2 separate regions of the Gossypium hirsutum genome follow, and region 2 is linked to region 1. The links are chromatin contacts, called in public Hi-C maps. All regions are on one chromosome and are shown on one strand. Each heading gives the region's core, a stretch centred on a gene start, on an enhancer-like site or on the middle of the called end of the contact. The rest is flanking DNA. Distances are from core to core; before and after follow the strand shown. Region 1 has its middle 21 kb from the start of LOC107918640. Region 2 holds the start of LOC107918831 (truncated transcription factor CAULIFLOWER A-like).

Region 1 (3,709 bases), core at 886-3,385:
TTGGGATGAAAAAAAGAAAACTTGTCAAGTTGACAAACTTAAAATTTTTCACTCAATTCAATTCGATTAAATGTTCACTCCTAATTTCAATTATAATTAATTAATTAATTAATTATTATTATTAGTTGAAAAATTAACATTTATTTTATTGTATTACATTTTTTCTTTTAAATTTTGAGATGTTATTTTTATAACAATTTACCATGCTTTTTTATCATTTTAGTCCATTAACAAATAACATGTTTTAAAAGTTTTAAAAAATCATTTTTTTTCTTTTCTTTTCTTGCCACTTTAATTAAAAGATAAGCCATAGTTGCTTATTACTCCTCCCCATTTCCAATTATTAATTTGAGAAAGAGATATAGAATTTATTTACCAGATAAATATGCATTTATTCATCAGTAAAATAAAATACTACAAGTTTTAACCTTTATGTAGTAAACAACTTTATGTAGTAAACAATAAAAAAAAACCAAATTCTATTGGGAGAATTTAATAAAATATGTTTTTAGATATACATTAGGTTAATTAAATAGTAAAATTTTACATTCCAACCAACTTAACCAGATAGGCTAATGTAACCAACCTATAATGCGTTAAAATAATCTTACATTTCAATAATCTTATTACAATAAGTAATATTACATTTGTAAACCAAACACCTCATGAATGTCAACTCAAATTTGACATAGAATATAACTAAAATATATTGATCAAATTGAAAACGTGTGAATACCTTTTGTATAAACAACTTAGATCTAACATGTTAAAAATTAACTATTTTAAAATTTATTAACATTGTTTGTTTTTTAAATGTGTTAGATCTAAGTTGTCAATAGGCATATATATATTTACAATTTAATCTACGTGTTTTAAATATATGAGTAAACTACACCCAAGATCACTAAAATATTAGTAAGTTTTTAAAAAAAGCTTGGCTAGAAAGCTCTAAAGGATGATTCGACGATTAGTACGGTGGATTAATACCCATCGACGAGTAGAAGATATAGCTTAGACCCAAGTTGACCTAACGGTTAGTTTCAAAGATCGGAGAAGAAAATTATTTAGATTTTGACTCGCAAATTCATAACGTTTAAAATTGTTTCATGAAAATAACTAAACTATAGAAGAGAAGGGAAACCGAGAAAGGGATGCTTTTGATTAGTGTAGGCGATGCGAACAAAGGTCATATAATAGCAATTTTAATAGTCTAGTGACCTAAATAAAAACTTTTGAATAATTCAGTGACAATTTTTATCTTTTTTAAGTTGAGTGACCAAAATATCAACTTAGTAATAGTTTAATGACATTGGGTGTAGTTTACCCTAAATATATTTCACACCATATTTGAACGGGCATTTAATATCTAAATTGATAAATAGGTTGATGAAAGAATCTATTGATACAATACTAATATTTCAATAACTCAATTAGAACCGTTTGAATTTTAAAAACTCATTTAAAATCTGGATATTAGCATAGTGATATTTGATGCAATTAGCTCCTTTAATTGATTGATAGTCGTTAATATAACACAAAAAGTTATTAAATATAAAAATAATAAATATTGTCTTTGACTTACATAGTGTGGTAGTTAAAATTTTTGTCAAACATCCGTTTGACATAGATTCGAGCTGTGATACTCCTACTCCCACCCTATTACATTATCAAAAAAAAATATAATAAATACTAAATTAGTACACGATTGAAAAGAAATTGTATGTAAAAATTACATTAAAAAAGACTAATGGATTTTTTTTGAAATAATAAAACTAAAACATTGAAGTCTCATCATGGCTTTCGAGTTTAAATTATTTTTTTATAAATTTTATATAAAAACATAAAAACAAAATTTTAATTAATTAATCAACTTAATATCTCATTTAATTTTTGCCTCAAGAATCCATTTAATTTATCGAAAAAATGAAAAATGAAAAAAGAAAGCACTAGTTTCAAGTTTCACCTGATAATTAAACAATTTAAAGGAAAAAGAAAGCAGGCAATTGCAATTGCAATCACAATCAAGGAGACAGTGAAGCAGGGGATAAGGAAACGTGTCGAGGAGTGATTGGGTTAGGACAGTCGATCGAACATCTTCTTTTCTTCTTGGGTTTAGAACTTGTCTTACAGGATATGAATGTCCACAGTTCTGTCCCAACAACCTGGACTCTTGCAGCTACTTCTACACGTGTCGACTGCACAACTATGAACCCTTCCTTAAATTTCTATTTATTCCCTTTTATGCCCTTCTTTCTTTTTTTCCCAATTTCACAATCATAATTGTTTAAAATCAGGAAATTTGTACTTGGTTTTAATCATAAATACATAGTTTTTCCGTTCAAACTTCACACCATTGGATTCAAATACTACTGTTTGGTTTTTCTTTCCTTAGGGAAACCAAATTTCCATTTCAATCATAACTTAAAAGTTAAAAAACAATAATATTTTATTTTATGATGAAAATTTTATTTTTCAAGAAATTATATAAGAGTTATTGATAATTTTTATGTACTTGAAAAATTATTTTTTAGGTCCTATATTATAAGTGCAATAAACAAAACTCTAAAAACGTGTTTTGGATGGTGTCATAGGATGCTATCAAATGTCTTTATTATATATGAAAAATAAATGATGATGCTAATAATAATATTAATGATAAAAGATAATTCACAACCTCCTAAATTTACTTGTAGAATTATTCCGCTTTTTCCTTTTCTTTTTAGTAGATTTCTTTTGCATGTATCCATTTTTGTGTGTGAATTATTGGGATAATATTTGAGTTTAAATATTCTAATTATTATCATCAGCTAATTCGGAGCAAAGGCATATCTATATTCTAATATGCTGTACTTTTTTACAGGATTTAGATAACAAATATTCAAATTAATCCGCTTTACTTTTATAAATAACATATTTGGATATCCAAATTCACTATTTAAATTTTTTATTTAAAAAATATTTTTACAATTACTAAATGAGAATGTTTAACAACTTTGGATATTTGACGTAAATTTTATTCAACTTTACTCGGATTTGATGCAAATAATAAATAAATTTGAATTTTAAAGTAAATTTACGAATTAGAAACAAGATTTTACAAAAAAAAAATCACAAATATTCATCCATTGTCATACTTATAACGTGATACCATAATAAGCAAATAATCCAATTACAACATGTGATGCTACTTAGATGAAAATCGAAAGTTTGAAACACTATTCCGAACTAATAATGAAATATTATCAAATAGTAATATGTATGGTTTGAATCATGAATGCCCTTGCATTATATGTTCTGCTTATCTATTTTTTATATTTTAAGAATTAATTAAAGAGGTATATCGTCTGTTTAATCTCGTTTATGAAGTTAAAAAATTTTATCGTCAATATATCAAATAATTATCCATTATGCCTAATCACATTAAAAAAAAAGTGGCTTTTCTCCTTTAGATGCTACTTAGAGCGGCTTAAATTCTAATCTAAGAACCAAAATACCACCCTATGCATTTATATCAATCCCCATACATATGTATAGCCAGAGGGCACTAATTTGTAGCCATGGATCATTTCTATTTAGCTTTTGTGGTCAAGGGGTACTTTTTCTTTCCTTAAAAAGGTAAAGCATAAAGCATATCACATGCAATACTAGATACTCTAATTAATAAAACCCTTTTGCCTATGTAAGTTGTATTTCAAGTTTTTCAAGGAAT
Region 2 (3,620 bases), core at 605-3,104, 190 kb before region 1:
TTTAAATTAAGGATAAAATGTAATATATAAATTTTTTATAATTTTAAACATGTAATTATCAAACTATTTAATTATATTCCATAATTAATGTTAAGTGCTATATCAACCAAATTTTATAACATAAAATTAATTCTTAAATTTTCAATACTTAATTTTTCATTTTAGCCAACAGCACCGAAGTGATAAATAAGTTATCTATCTACTTATACTATTCAACATTTTTTAATTGAAAATTCTCAAAACATTTTTCTAAAAAAATATTCCTTTTCAATTCACTAAAAAGATTCGATTTTTTATCAAACACGCCATAAGTCCAGAGCATATAAAATCATAAAGCCTAATCCAAAGTGTTCAATTTTCCTTCATTTCATTTTAAGCTTTGATATTTTTATTTTAAATTATTTAAAAAATAACTATTCTCAATCAAAATAATGAAAAAAAGGGATATATGCATCAAATATCAATTAATTTAAATTCAAATAATTACCATAAATAGACAGACACCATATCTATAATATATAACTGAAGAACTTGAATCACAAATTGTAGAGTTTTCTTTTCCTAGTTATCAAGCTTTATAAATAATTTTCCTTTATTCCTTTTCTCACTTGAACCAGTAACTGGCTATTGGTGACATACATGTAACTAAATCAGCTAAAAGAAGAGCCCATTGGAATATATAAATTTTAGAAAGCAGTTTATTAGCTTGTTTAGGGTTCAAAAAGGAATCTTCAAATTTGAGGTGTGGAACTACCCCTCATGGAGCCCTAGCCCTACTCCCTCTGTACAAAAATTGTCAAATCCGTAATTTTCTAACTACCAAAAAGATACCTCTTTTTGGCCTTGGACAGTTGTTGGATGAAAGAGTTCTCAAAAGCCAAAGAGGGTCTAGGCCTTAAGAGCTGGTGAAGAAGAAGAAGAAGAAGATACATGTATAGCAGTTGTTGCTTGTAAGGACTAAGGAATATGAATACTAAAAGGAAACACCCAAAGGAGAGAAGATGACAAAGATAGTAACCCTGTTCCAAAACCAAAAAAATAAATTGTAAAAACAAATTTATTTTCATAAAAAACATAGCCATATTTTTTAGGTTTTGTTTTACTATCTTTAGAAGAAAATATGTTTGATAGCATGATTTTACCTTTTGAGATGACAGAAGATAAAATTTATTACAAAGTTCAGTGTTGCTTTTCCCTTCTTTTATAACTTGGTATTAATAATTTAGTCCATAGAATGGATGCTTTGTATTTTCTCCTAATTGAGAAAGTTGTAGTTTAAATAAGGGGAAATTTTTTATTGCTTCTTCTTCATCATCCGTTGGTCAATAACCTTGTTTTAGCAAGATGAGGCCAAACTTCCCCCTCAAAGCTTTCCATTCTTTTGCTACTTCAACATCTCTGAAACACTTGTAAATTCTATTACTGATATAGTTATAGTCACACTTTTTACTGAACTGTGTAATATTCTTTAATTTTTTTTTCACCTGTTATAACCATTGCATGAAATCCAGGAGAAACTGCTAATGACAGTGCCTCAAAAACCACTTTCATAAACATCTATTTTAGTTTAAAAGCCAAAAAACAAAAGTAACTTTATCTTTGTTTCTCAAAACCTTGGAGAATACTTTTTACAAAAAATAAAAATACCCAGAATGAAGGGGGGAAATACCAGGAATCAGTGGAGTATTCAAAGAGCTTCCCTTTGTGGGAGAAGACAATCAAAGCGACCTCAGCATCACACAAGATGGAGATCTCATGAGCTTTCTTCAACAACCCAGCTCTCCTTTTGGAGAAAGTAACTTGCCTGTTGATCTTGTTCTCAATCCTCTTCAACTGAACCCTACCTCTCCCCATTTTCTTTTTTTATAACCTTAAAAAATTGGGGGGAAAAAACCCAGATCCTAAAAAGGAAGAAGGAAGAGGAGGAAGATGGAGTAAAGTTAAAATACCCAAGTTGGAAAAAAAAAAATCTTTTGCTAAATGTGAAGTGTATCTGAGAAAACATGCACAACATATATAGAAATGGAAATGCAGGGAAAAAATAGGAAAAAGAAAATAAGTAAAAAGAAAAAAAAAGTGGTTTTAGGGAAAGGGAGTGGGTTTGTAGATAAAACCAGAGTGGTTTATTAAGAATGTGCTGTCGATCCCTCATTGGTTAACATGACTGTTCAGTCGTTACTGTCTCATGTTGGAACCACAATTTTATTTCTTCTTTTTATTAAAAAAAATAAGGAGTTTTCTTCATACAGCCTATAGATACCGTCAGAAGCTGTACGGAGAACCCTCGCTGTCACACACTCACACAGCTGACGGCGGAGATTTTCTTTTTCTCTCTTAAAACCAAATAAATTATAATACAGAGGTTTATTATTGGAAAAATAACAATCTTGTAGTGGGTATTATAAATAATATGAAATGATACAAATTATTAAAATATAAAATAATAATACCGTACGAGGTAAAATTCACACGTAATCTAGTTTCATTTTCATTGGTGGTCTTTAAAATTATACATTTATTATTAATTAATAGGATGATCATTGCAGTAATAAATTGATGTAATCAATTTTTTTTACATCAATTAAAATTTTGATCCATATCAATCATATTAGCCTGTTGCACCCAATTCTGATCGTGCTCACCAAAACATTGCACACTAATACATGAATAATTTAATAAATATAAAATTTCCATTTTGTTACCGTTATAGTAATAAATGATAAAAACTTTCATTAAAATATTGTGCATCATTTGATGCATAAATATTTTATATACATATATTAAATATATTTTAAAATTATCAATAAATTTGAAACAATTCATCGAAACAAACTCATATCAATATGCACCAATTTCAATGGAATAAATGATATATCTACTAGTACATACTAACTACCTTGATTTATTATGATTCATACTTTTTTAAAAATATTTTTTGTAAACTACACTTAGGGTGAGTTTGGATGGGCGGTGCGTTTACCTACGGTTAGTGTAAAAATAGGGGTGGCGGTGAGATTAGATACTATAGCGATACTGTAACATGAGACAAAAAGTAAGCTAAACGCACCGCACCACACCCAATCGCTCATCCAAACCCACCCTTATAGTCACTCAAAAATAGGGTTTGTCCTATTTGGTCACTCCAAATTTTTTTCTCAATTTATTTATTCTAAATAAGATAATTGTGTAAATTAGTCACTATCAATTGTTATTTTCTTTTAACAGGTTGTTGACATGGTATATTAGCCCATTGAGTGATAGACACATGACATTTTCATGTTTGACTATTGACTAAAGTTTAGGAGAAAAAGTTTTGGATTAATTATAATGAGGTCTGTAAGCTTTAGTAAAAAGCCAACAAAAAAACCACGTGTCAATCACTCAATGTGTTAATGTGCCACATCAACAATCTACTAAAAGAAAACAAAAATTTTAATGGTGGTGACTAATTCACATACTTATCTTATTTAGAAGGATTAAATTGAGAAAAAATTTTGGAGTGACCGAATAGGACAAACCCTATTTTTGAGTGACTATAAGTGTAGTTTACGAAAAACATTTTTAAAAAATATGAATCATAATAAATCAAGGTAGTTAGTACATATTAGTAGATATATCTT

Evidence for each region. A called contact is a pair of places that touch in the nucleus more often than the background predicts.
Region 2: a contact with region 1 is called in a Hi-C map of leaf, with 2.2 times the contacts expected there. The contact joins the promoter of LOC107918831 here to the enhancer-like site in region 1. A contact is called at or near these places in 3 of 34 Hi-C or Micro-C datasets (hypocotyl and leaf).

What each region holds. Positions count from the first base shown.
Region 1 is chrD13:17,103,562-17,107,270 of Gossypium_hirsutum_v2.1, reverse strand. No RefSeq gene overlaps it. Among protein-coding and RNA genes, the nearest start is that of LOC107918640, 21 kb to the right of the region's middle. Within about 2 kb of position 2,135, at least 1 of the 9 cell types and tissues checked has an H3K27ac peak or open chromatin away from gene starts, as enhancers often do. A contact at or near this core is called in leaf, where this site is marked.
Region 2 is chrD13:17,293,036-17,296,655 of Gossypium_hirsutum_v2.1, reverse strand. LOC107918831 (truncated transcription factor CAULIFLOWER A-like) reads right to left here and starts at 1,854. Exons shown (of 8, transcript NM_001327154.1): 1 at 1,670-1,854. The coding sequence starts at 1,854.